Linked DNA regions of Mus musculus: region 2 is linked to region 1. A link is a contact called in public HiChIP or PLAC-seq data. All regions are on one chromosome and are shown on one strand. The core of a region is the stretch at or near the end of the contact, and the rest is flanking DNA. Distances in the headings are between cores, read along the strand shown. Region 1 overlaps Ntm (neurotrimin). Region 2 holds the start of Ntm (neurotrimin).

Region 1 (5,729 bases), core at 1,683-4,182:
AAGCAGCGTGACTATGAATACAAGTCCATGGAACACGGTGCTGATGAGACAGATCGTTGAAAGGTGAAGGATGAACATTCATAGAACTGGCCCAGCACAGCAGAAGCTGATGACAGGCACATAATGACAGTGGAGACCAATGATGGAGTGACTCCTTTGAAAAGGTAGGCAGGGTAATCACATTGTGGCAGGGACAGGATCAAGTTATTTACACTAATAATATAAGATAGAAATAGAAGTAAGTGGTAAGGGCTTTTCTGCATGAGGAATTACAAGATAGGTCAAGAAGTCGAAGGTTTATCACAAGGCAGTAAAGGGAGAAGAAAGGATGAACAGGCTGGATCAGTGGATTTGAGACCCAAGATGAAAGAATAATTGTTGTTGTATCCAGTTATGTACCAAATGTTGTAGAAAGACAGAATGTTGTGGATACAGTGAGATGTTCAGATTTGTGACTTCGCAGGTAATAAAGTTCCAGGCAAGTTCTGGGTTTAAAATGTGAAATAGGTCACAGAAGAGATCAGAGGAAAGTGTCATGAAGAGTCGTGAATAAGGGAGTCAGGTTTTGATCAATTGTATTTCTGGACAGCAGGTCTCTGAGAATAATGTAGAAGTGGGACTGGTGATAGGAACTCTAAGCCAGGATAAAGATGTTCCACAAATGAGGAGAAATTGCCAGGTCAACATAGAAATGTGAAGAAGAGACACGCGTAATTATTAAGATGACAAGAGCCGCAAAGTCACAGCTTTGAAAAAGATTCAGTCTACAACTTTTGTTAGGAATCAAAGACACCAAGTGACTATAAAGCATGTATGTTATTTGAAAATTGGTAGCTTCAGCTTGAAGGTCTGTAGGGCCATACAGATTCTCAAATCCTCATGACAGGGCCAGGCTGGTATCTCTCCAAGAATACAAGGGCATAAAGGAGCTAATGACCATGTATACCAGCATCCAGAGTGTACAATGGGAGTCCTGGGAAAGGAGAGGGAGAGTGTGGACTTAAGACAAAGGGAGGGTTAGCTGAGCCATGAACTATAAAACTGATGGAAGCAGGCGACTGACGCTTAGAGTAAAGGTCAGTGAACCACTGCTGATGGGCCAACTCCAACCTGCTGGCACTTTTGTATAGCTATTTTTTTTTTCATTTTTGAATTGTTGAATATCAATCAAAAAAGGAGAATAGAGTTTCTCCTCTATATCCATGGATTTTTGTATTCATCTCCTTAGCTATCCACCATCCAAAGTTATTACATCTGCATGAGACATTTATAGAACACCCTTTCTTATCATTACCCTCCAAATAACATAGTGTGACAAAATATTTGCGTAGGTTTGTAGTATGCGAGACTTTGTAGATAATTTAGAGATAATTTAAATCCTACAGAAGGGTATATGTGATTAGAGTACTATCTGCAAATACATTTTACATTTGGCCCTTAAACCTCTGTAGATGTGGATATCCTCAGGAGGCCTTGGACCCAATCCCAAGTGGTGGCTTAGGATGCAACACACTGTATCTTATAACAAGTTAAAATGACCTGACATTTAAATGTCATTGTCTACAATTAAAGCTTTGTTAAGAGGCAACCACAACCATGTGGTTTCTGTGTCTCCTCTGATGCCCTGTCAGTGGTGTTCAATAGTTGTCACAGAGGCCACATGGTCTGCAGATCTTAAAATTGTTACTCTTCTGTACTTTACATAAAAAAAAAAAAAAAGACGTTGGCTGGCCCTATTCTAGAAGATATGTCACTTGTAGAAAAATGGTGATTCAGTCTTGTGCTGTGGTCTTCAACACATTAGAGGATGTCAGACAGTGTATGACTGTGGTAGATTTCTCCTGGGGGTGGCATTGATGTAAAGCTTCCAGCGGCAAACAGGAGTTACAGAAGCAAGCCTCTGTACTGCCGAAGCAACTGAACACCTGCCTTTACCAACCACTTGCTTTTCTTGATTGACTTGCACTTTTTGATTTGCTCTCTGAGAATGTTGTACAAGGTGCTTGGATTATGTTCTCTTTCTTTCCCTGAACTCCTCCCAGATTCATTCCCTCTTCAGCTCTGACTCAACTGTGTATCCTTGTTTTCCAGTCCATCACGTGCCACTTTGTGCTACCCCAATATTCTTGGATGTGTGGCCTCCCACTGGAGCATGGCCAACTTCTAAGAGGCTATGCTCTTAGAAAAAACTGACCATTCCTCTCTTACTAGCTAAGAATTGCCAATAGCTATTGATAGAACTTCATACCCACATCTCTCAGAGATGGGCTTTGGTCTGGCTTGGGCTAGCAGAGACCTTGTACATGCTTAACATGCAATTTTATCAGCTGCCTCTCTCATACTCTCATCTCCCCTTAATGCTCCTCCCCTCCTTTCTGCCTCCTTTTTCCCCATGCTTTCAGGTACTGACTCCATTCTGTTATCCCACTGTACTGCAGAGGGTCACAGTCAAAATTTAGATGCAGTGATTGGTCTCCTGAAGCTGAGTGTTAAACAACATTGACAAATGACTTTTCATCAGTCAGAGTGGCCAAAATTCTCATGTCAGAGAGCAATAACGCTGGATTCTGATTGAGTGAAATGCCCCATCCTCTCATTAGTTAGGATTAAGAGATAGTAAGAGTTACCAGGTGTGAAGATTTGAGGATTGCATGTTCATGTGATTTACAGGGAGCCATAGACGGCAGATAGGGAGAGCAGCATTGTCAGTGGCAGGCACCATCCTAGATCCAGGAAAGACATCTTAGGCTCTAAACATCTTGAACAGGAGGTGAGGGCTAAATCTGATGCTCTCGAATGGCATTACCCTGCTTGGCTGAATTCAGCACCTTCACTGGCAATCAGCTCTTTCTTGGAACCATCTCCTCCAATGCTGCTTCCCCTTCCTGCACAGAGCTACTCTCCATGTGGCACGTGTCCCGTGTCCCCACACAGAGGTTCCCCTTCCTTTGCAGAGCCCCATTTCTTGTTGATGGCAGCACTTTCCCTCTGCCTGTCCTAGGAAGGTAAAGAGCCTAATTACGTTGCTCGCAATCACTGCCTACTAATTACAAATAGACAAAGCTGAATCACCACCAAGCCGATTCCACTCAGAGACAAAAAATTAACCAGATTTAAGACAGCTCTCATAGACTCTTCTGATGAGGACACACTGTGTCCTCATAGCCAGAGGAAACAGGGACATGAACAAAGAACCTTTAAGGAGGGGCATTTGTGAAGACAGCAAAACCCAGGTCTAGATTTTTTTTTCTCCATACAAAGTGTGAAATAAATTATTTTTGTCTGAGGGTATTTTGAGAAGTCTTTTCTATGTGTCCACACCTACAAACATAAAGAAAGAAACAAACAAAGAAAAATCTTAAGAGGTAGATATCAGCCATTTTCTTAGAAATGAGAAAAGACAGTTTTAAACCGTTCATGATGGCTGTGTCAGCCATCTAAATCAGTCAGCGATTTCACTTGATTTTACAGTCACTCAGTGACTTCAATGTGCTTAACTCTGTTGTAGGTATAGAATAAATAAAAGATTCCATTCTCTTGAAAAGTAGTACACAACAAGGCAGTGTTATCCCTGAACCAAAACAAACAGAGGCATATACTGAGTGGAGACAAGGGAGGACGTGTGAGGGTCAAAACAGGGTTCTCACAAGCACTGTGCCAGACAGCTGTGAAGCCTGCGTAGATGTTTAAAGTGGACAAAGCAGATAAGACATTCCAGACACAGAGAGGGAGATTCAGACACACAGATCCATGTACTGCCTGGTATTTTTAGAATGCGGCTGGTGTGTCTGGTGCATTTGAGGAAAATGCTAAGGAACAAACCTGGAGACATAGGCGAGGGCCCAAGAGAAGCTTCTGTATAGCATAATGTCAGTCATGTCAAGCAGAGAATGAATTTAAATAGCAACTGATTATTGCTATTGCCAATATTTAAGCAATCCTAAGTTGGGCAATAATAGAATTAACAAATAAGCCAGACCTACCTATGAAGTTAGATAGAGAGAATAATGAAGGCCCAAATGAAGATAATAGCATTAATGAAGAGGTGCAGAGAGCACAACAGGAAGTGTCAGTGTGAGGGTGGGACCCCTCCACCAAGGTAATTAGATTGAAGGTGTAGAAGACATAAGATAATATGATTCCACTTCACCTCAGGAGAACTGGGAGTTGGCAGAGCTGTGAAAGGAGATGAGAAGAGGAAGTGGGGAGTCTAGGCAGTCAAGTCTTGGGAACAACAGATGGGCATTTCCCTGCAGATATGAGCCTGGGGTGCAGCAGGCTCCAAAGTTGGACTGCAGACATGGAAACCACGATCTTGGCTAGGAATTTCCATTGGAGGAGCAGTGTGAATTCAAAGTATGAATTAACTGGCAAGAGAAGATGAAAGCAGAGGAGGGCTGGGGTCTTATCAAATGTCACCATTGAGTACCTACCCCAAACTTCTGTGGCTTTTTTTTTTCCTTTCTAACCCTGAAGACCTCCTGGGTGTCAATTATTCTTCTAGGGTTTTCTCCAAATTTTCTCATATAATCCTCATACCCAGTCTATAAACAGTAAAAGAATATCTGCATTTTACTACAAAGAGTGGTAAGATTGGATAATTTTCTCAAGCTTACCTACTTCCTAAACTCCTGGCTATAGGCAGAAACCAATGCTACATGTCTTCTCTTACTGTGTCACTTTGTATCCAGTTTCCAGATGTGTTTACCGGGACAGGTAGATCTCATACAAAGTAGCAAAAGTAGCAAAGCATACTGGGAAAATAAGTAAGCGCTTCTGTTGTTTTCCCTACCCTTTTCCTGTTAGAGATTCCATGTGGTTGAAGAATCCTACCTATGTATAATGTATAGTGTATAATGGAATTAATAACAAAGTTGAAAGGAATTCACAAACAGATAGGCAAGGGGTCTGCACATGCTCCAGGTAACACAATTAGGTATGAAGTATTTGTGTTGATGGCTAGGTTTGGGCAACTGTTTGAAAACATACACACACATACACACACACACACACACACCTTTTTCTCCTACGTGAAATCTTTAATGATGGATGACAAAGTTTTCAATCATGTCTCTTTCTTTCTTGGCTCAAATGTTCCTCTTCCTGCCATTCTATGTGTATGTCCATGCGACTTCTCCAGTTACTACCCTCTGCACAGGGCCGGTATGCATCCTTTCTGGACCAGTTGCAAATACAGACACAGGATTTCCATCTCCAGTTTTCATAAAATCTTCTCACTTTTCTTTTACAATCCCATTGAATGTATCCCTTAAATTATCTCAATTACAGAGTTAAAACCAAGGCTCTTCTTTACTCCATGCCTTACCAAACAACCGCCCTTTGTAAGAGTTTTCTTGGCATGTGAACTGACAAATGAGAGAGTCTGCTCTGCCTCTGAGAATGCTGTTTCAAAAGGGAAAGCCGTGTCCCCTAACTCCCACCTCGGCCACAACCCACTACCTCCATACAGGACCTACCAGACTCCATATCTTTCAAACCAGGTGTTGGTAGGCAATGACTATACCCTTTAATAAAATGGATAATTGTCTGCTGTGCATGGGCATTCTTCAAAGGCTTGTAGATAAGCTACTTTACTTCCCAGTCTCCATAAAATGTTTAAGGAAGCACACGTACTGCGATGCTTTAACTCTGCCGTTATGTGCTTGCTTTTGACAGCTAGATTTAGAGGGCTTTATTTTCCTTTGAGAAAGTGTGAGTTGATGCAGATT
Region 2 (5,939 bases), core at 1,433-3,932, 390 kb before region 1:
TGTACAGTATATGTGTATGTGAGAAAGACGGGAGGAAGGAGAGGGGATGGGAGGGGAAATGAAGGTGGAGGTGGCGCTCCTTAGGAGTCTGCTTTCCAGGAGGCAGAGAGGAAGTTGTTTCTATAAAGAACACAAATAATGAAATTGCTCTGACTGTCATCCCTTTTTCATTAACTCAGATATGCTGGGAAAAATAAAATAAATCCAGCAGTTTTTATGAAGCTAGAGACAGGATATAAGATAAGCCACTAAGTGCTGGTTATATTTAGGGATTAGGGGATGGGAAGGCAATTGACATGCGATTTTGATCTTCGTCTTTTTAAAGCACGTCTATAGCAAGTTTGAATAAAGCCGATCTGTCTTGTTAATTAGGTGGGAATCTCTGACCTTAGGCCACTTTCTTGACTTTTATTTGTGAGTGGAACTTGGATTCCCTAGGCCCATGGAGCAGAGGTTGTGAGTGGCTTTTCTTTGTACTCCTAGAGAGACCTGAGCACTGTGGGGCTTTCTGTGGACAGCCACTGGGAAGCTGAAGGTTCGCACTGTTCCTCATGGTCTGAGACAAAAACATTCTGCCTGTCTAAGAAGAAATGCATTCATGTCTCAAGGAGCCCGTGAGGATTATTTTTTCTGTCTAGCCATAATAACAAAGCAGAAACAGAAAAAAAATGTATTAATAAAGGCTCTTCCACCCTAAATGGTTTTCTAAGTATTTTTCCTGTAGAGTTAATCATGTATGTAGGTCCCTTGGGACAGCCTGTTGGTTGTCATTATCCCCATTTGTAGATGCAAAACCTAATGCTCATTTGCACCTATTTGGAATTAGATGCAAGAGACCGAATTAGAATTTGTCATGAAAGGAGTCAGCTCCATTCATTCTCAGGCCTGGGTCTGGAGGGAGATGGCTCCAAAGCCCAAAAGGAGTTTGTTTCCATGCGTGTGGCATCTAGGAAGAGGGCTTGTGATGGGACCCTAGGAGGATAGTTAGTGGATTATTAGTAATGCGCTGGATTTAAGGGAAGAGCCTTGAACCCAGAAGCCTATTCATCAGCAAAGAGAAACTCACACTTTCTGCCCCTGCTCATGAAACTCTTGACAGAACCAAACAGTTTAATTTCACATTTTCATATTTTCCCACTGGAGAATGAGACAAAATAGGCTTTGGAAAAAAAGCCATTTGTTGCTGTCATAAGTCAACAGTCAGCATTTTGGGGCACCATACGTCAAAAGGTATGGTCAAAATAGTGAATGAGTTCCCTGAGACTTTAATATCAGAAGAAGTCACTAGAGGAGACAATAGGGAATTGGTAATGAATTGATGTCAAGTACTCTGCTACCTCCAGTGTAAAGCTGCTCAATACTTCACAGCCCAGAAGTGTCTGGGCAACTACAAAGCTAGAAAAGCTAGCTTACTCATCTTCTTTTGCCATTTTTGAGTTTGGTTAACACATTCCACAGCTGACCTCTACCCACCCCTCCACTGTAGTAGTGTGAGGGGGAGATTGTGGGACAGGTGCACGTGTGGATCCTTACATACTATCTACATGGAAACGGCTGGTGTGACTCCATAGCGTCAATGTTCATTGGTACCAGCACCTCTGAGGTTAATAATGGTTCTGTAGTAATGTTTTCTTCGTATCTGGTGTTGGATGGCTTTGGGGAAGCACTCCCCCCCACCCACTTTTATTTCATAGACTTTTTAAAAAAAATAGTGCCCCAACTGAATGCAAGAGAAAGTCTAGGGAAATAAACAGAACCAGTGTACCCCCATTCCTTTCCCAGTAACAATTCAGGACAGTATTGGGAGCTCAGGACTGGAAATTCCAGGGAAGGGAGCCTATTGGCGTTACCCACACTGTTCTAACGGATCTACCCTGTTCCCTGTACAGGGACCAGGCATGGTCCATCAGAGTTAGTGTGAAGGGAGAAACATGATGTAGGCACAGAGGAACCAGCAGCAGACAGAGAGAAGTCACAGAAGCTCAGGCATATCCAGTCTTTCTTTGGGCTTCAAAGATTTAAAGAAAGCCACGCCTCTTGGAGATGAAATCAGGTACGCCAGAGTGTGAACCCAGAACCCAGAGAATCTTCTTTATAAACAAGGCTGTGGCTTACACTGGCCCATGCCTGTGTACCTTTTACCCAGTTAGCATTCTCAGTGTCTGGGGTGAGGTTGGGGAATTGAAAAAAGGCTGTGTTGAACTTGACCAACATTTTAAAGGGATTTTGCTCACTCCATCAACCAAGGTCCTTCTGGAATTTCCACATTTATATTTTACGTGGACTATCTCTTAGAATGGCTGTGTTGAGTCTGCGGGGTTTTAAGAGGGTGGGTGTAGTGCAAAGGGTGGTGTAACATTGAATAAAAATGAGATTATTTAAAGCATCTTCCTAACGTTGTAAATGTACTCTCAATGCTGATAGAATTAATTTGACCATTTTAAAGGTGCACATATGCATGCTGCAGGCTCTTCTCTTCCTAGTTAGTTTGTGACCCTTATTAAGATGTCTAGGGTTATTAAGACCTCACAGTAACTTTGTCTTCTTAATTGCGAAGAGCTAGCTCTTCAAATCCGGAAATGGTTAAAACGGTGGCCAGAGGTGGTACACCGCCCTGCCCTGGCCCGGCGCGGCGGGGGTTAAGGTGGGCGCCCGCGCCCCGCACCCGCCAGGATGAGCGCACAGTCCGTGCCTCCCGCCAGCCGGATCGCTTGGAGTCGGCAAGGAGAGAAAGTGGCGGTCAGGGATGGAGCTGCTGCCATGACAACCCCGGCGGTCGGGGCCCGCGCGCGTCGGGGCTGCTCCCGGGAGGAAGGCAGCGCGGAGGCCGGGGGCGGCCGCTGAGCGTGGCGTCCGCGGCTCCGGTGGTGCCGACTGCGCTTCGTCTTCTGCAGCGAGCCAGAGAGCGGGCTAGGGACCGCTGCGGTCCGCCCCTGCCGCGCCGCTCCAACCTTGCTGCTGCGCTGCAGAGACAGCCCAAGCTGCAGCGCGAATCTGGGCTCTGAGCAAGTTGACCGTGGCTCTGCGGCAGGATTCCCGAGTCCGGATTGCAGGAAGCCGGCTTAGCAGGCGCCTCCTTGCTCCCTCCGTGCCGCCTCTTGCGTGCTCTACTTTCCATCTGCTATTGTTCCAGATTGTTTCTGGCGCCGAGCCTTGCTCTGAAACTTAAGAAAGTGCTGGATTTCCTCTCGTTCGACTGAGGAATCGTAGACCACATCTGGGTAGCTGGATTCAACCCAGCCACAACCCCGTTGGATACCAAAGTGCTTACTCCTGTCCAAAGTGCCATGCCTGAACTGCTACGGGGAAGAGGCAGCTTCTGAGACCCGCACCTGTGCGCCTGCTTGCCTGCCTTGCGCTTCTCCTTCCTGGCCACCTTCCTGGCTACAGGCAGCACGGAGAAAGTCCGCCTCGGATGTGTGTGGAAACTGGTTCTCGGAGGCTGCGAGCTGAGGCTGGATTTAGGGGAGGAATATTAGACTTGGAGGAGTCTGCGCGCTTTTCTCCTCCCAGTGCATCGCGCGGTCGCCGCTAGTTCATCGCTGGGTCCCCGCGCTCACTCCCCACCCCACCCACTTCCTGTGCTCGCCCGGGGGGCGTGTGCGTGCCACTACCGGAGTTCTGGGAAGTTGTGGCTGTCGAGAATGGGGGTCTGTGGGTACCTGTTCCTGCCCTGGAAGTGCCTCGTGGTCGTGTCTCTCAGGCTGCTATTCCTTGTACCCACAGGAGTGCCGGTGCGTAGCGGAGATGCCACCTTTCCCAAAGCTATGGACAACGTGACGGTCAGGCAGGGGGAGAGCGCCACCCTCAGGTAGGGAACTGCCACTCTACTAAATGATGATTTGTTTCGGCTGGGGCAAAGGGGCAGGGGTGCGGGTGTGTGCTCTGGAGCAAGCCAGGGCTAGTGGAGAGATCCCTAGCTTGCTGCGCTGCACAATTCCTGGATGAGCTAACTGCTCTACCAAGGAATGTGGCAACCTCAGGGTAATGCTAGGGGAGAGCTGTGCTTTCCAAACCTGGCTCCTTTGACCCAAGGGTTTGTTAAAGGTGAGGGATAGCTGTCTTATTTTGAAGCCAATGGTCCTGCTACTGCCTTTTCCCGAGCCTGACAGCTATGGTGACCTGGGGCTTGGCTGAGACTCAGCATGGATGATCTCCCTGCTGAAGTTAATGAGTCCCAAAGCAGGGATCTGGCTTGGTGTGGATGCCCTCGCACTACCCGTGCCATTGAGAGTTGCCACAGGGTCTGGACTCTGCAAAAAAAAAAAACCTCTTTTCCTGAGCCTGGATTTTACTAACGTTTTTTTCCTGGGTTGTCTGTTCCATGATACGGTGGGCAGAGGCAGATGTGATTTCCTGTCTGAATGTGGCTTTTGGACACTGGTACCATGGACTGTGATTTGTCTGTGGAGAATGCCTTCTACACGAGTGGACCGTGCTCTGATTGTTATGCATGCTCACCAAAGCAGCATGTACAAAACTTGGCACTCAGCAAACCCTAAGCTTTAGTGTTGTGTTGGGTCGGTTCTGGGGTTGAGGGTTGCAAGCTCTGGGGAGGAGGAGGAGAAGAATCTTAGCTACATTTTGTGCTAAGTGGGGCAAGACTGTCTCCCTCGCGATATTGCTACTGAAGCACTGACTCCATTTCCAGTTGATAAAACCACACCACTCACAGGAGGGCTACACGCCGGATGATTGTAATGGGAAATTCTCATCTCTGGAATTTTTAAGGGAGCAAGCAACTCTCCGTACCTCTCCTTGACTTAGTGTGTCCTTTTTAATAAAGTTTTAAAAACTGGCCAATGGTACTGACTGCAGGCAACAGGAAACTATTTTCATCCTCTAACGTGGAGATTCTTGGGAAATGAACCTTGGCCTTGGTGCCAAATGTCCTGGTTCCATCAGTGATGAGCTTGGAGTACCTGTGGACTGTGCACAGGGTACCCACAGGACAGACGATCTTGGGGAGTGAGTGCTGATATTACAGAGTTGAGTTGTGAGGACATTTTCAAAAAATACACGTGATTTAAAGAAACCACACAAGGGGCTGCAAACATCCCCAAATCCTTTGTCTTTGAGGACCTAACTCTTATGACTCCAAGGAACTCCTGGTTACTTATTGTCACATGAATGAACTTTGTAGGGACTACTTTAGATTAAGATGAACTATCTGGTTTTAAATATGCATCGGTTCCAGACTTCTTCAAAACAAAGACAAACCTCTAAACAATATAGTCAAGAAAATTTAGTGTTCTGTAGATGCCCCCTCTGACCCTAATCCTTGGCTACAGGGAGCAGACCTCCAGGGACAAAATAGAGACACTATCTATGGTGGATTGTTTTAGATACACATAGACACCTATCCACACACAGAACAGTGACAAAAGAGAAAAGAAGTTGGTCAGTGACCTAGAGATCTGAAGCTATCAATAGACCTCCACAGTGACTCTCACATTCTAAGGGAAGCAAGGGGATTGGAGTGACCAAAATGTCACCCCAGGACAGCAGTAGTCCCATAGTTCAGGAGGATATGGCCTTTTGAGAGTGACTGTATCCAGCAGGTGCCAGGGCCCTGGACTTGTTTCTAACAGGGCATTATTATGTATTGACTGCTTTGCTCTTGCCGTAGTCTCTTTCAGACACCAGCGTTTGTTTACAGTTTCGCAGACAGTTCACACAGTGGTCTTGTTTGAACACAAACAACACTATGAGGATATGGGTGAGGCTGCTTCCCTATATATACATCAGGATGGTCACCATCTAAGCTATGCTGTGTCAGGCCAAAAGACCGAATATCTTTGCGACTTTCAGGAGGGTGGACGTCTCAGTGGATGGAACCCTAAAACTGAGGGATGAGATGATCCAGGGTCTTCTTTCTGATCAAGAAATAGGGGCTGAAGTCCTCTGCTCACATGGAAGGCCACCCTGCAGCAAGACTG

What was found. HiChIP or PLAC-seq counts read pairs in DNA pulled down with a chosen protein or histone mark.
Region 2: a contact with region 1 is called in an H3K27ac HiChIP or PLAC-seq map of SST interneurons, with 2.4 times the contacts expected there. The contact joins the promoter of Ntm here to the enhancer-like site in region 1. A contact is called at or near these places in 3 of 484 Hi-C or Micro-C datasets (cerebellum and cerebral cortex), 2 of 115 datasets of contacts at active chromatin or transcription factors (SST interneurons and embryonic forebrain) and 1 of 9 other capture datasets (adipose tissue).

The regions. Positions count from the first base shown.
Region 1 is chr9:29,023,799-29,029,527 of GRCm38.p6, reverse strand. The region is part of intron 3 of Ntm (neurotrimin); the gene reads left to right. Among named protein-coding and RNA genes, the nearest start is that of Gm15520, 8.8 kb to the left of the region's middle. Within about 2 kb of position 2,932, at least 11 of the 459 cell types and tissues checked have an H3K27ac peak or open chromatin away from gene starts, as enhancers often do. A contact at or near this core is called in SST interneurons, where this site is marked.
Region 2 is chr9:29,409,428-29,415,366 of GRCm38.p6, reverse strand. Ntm (neurotrimin) reads left to right here and starts at 2,682. Exons shown (of 7, transcript NM_001357602.1): 1 at 2,682-3,811. The coding sequence starts at 3,645.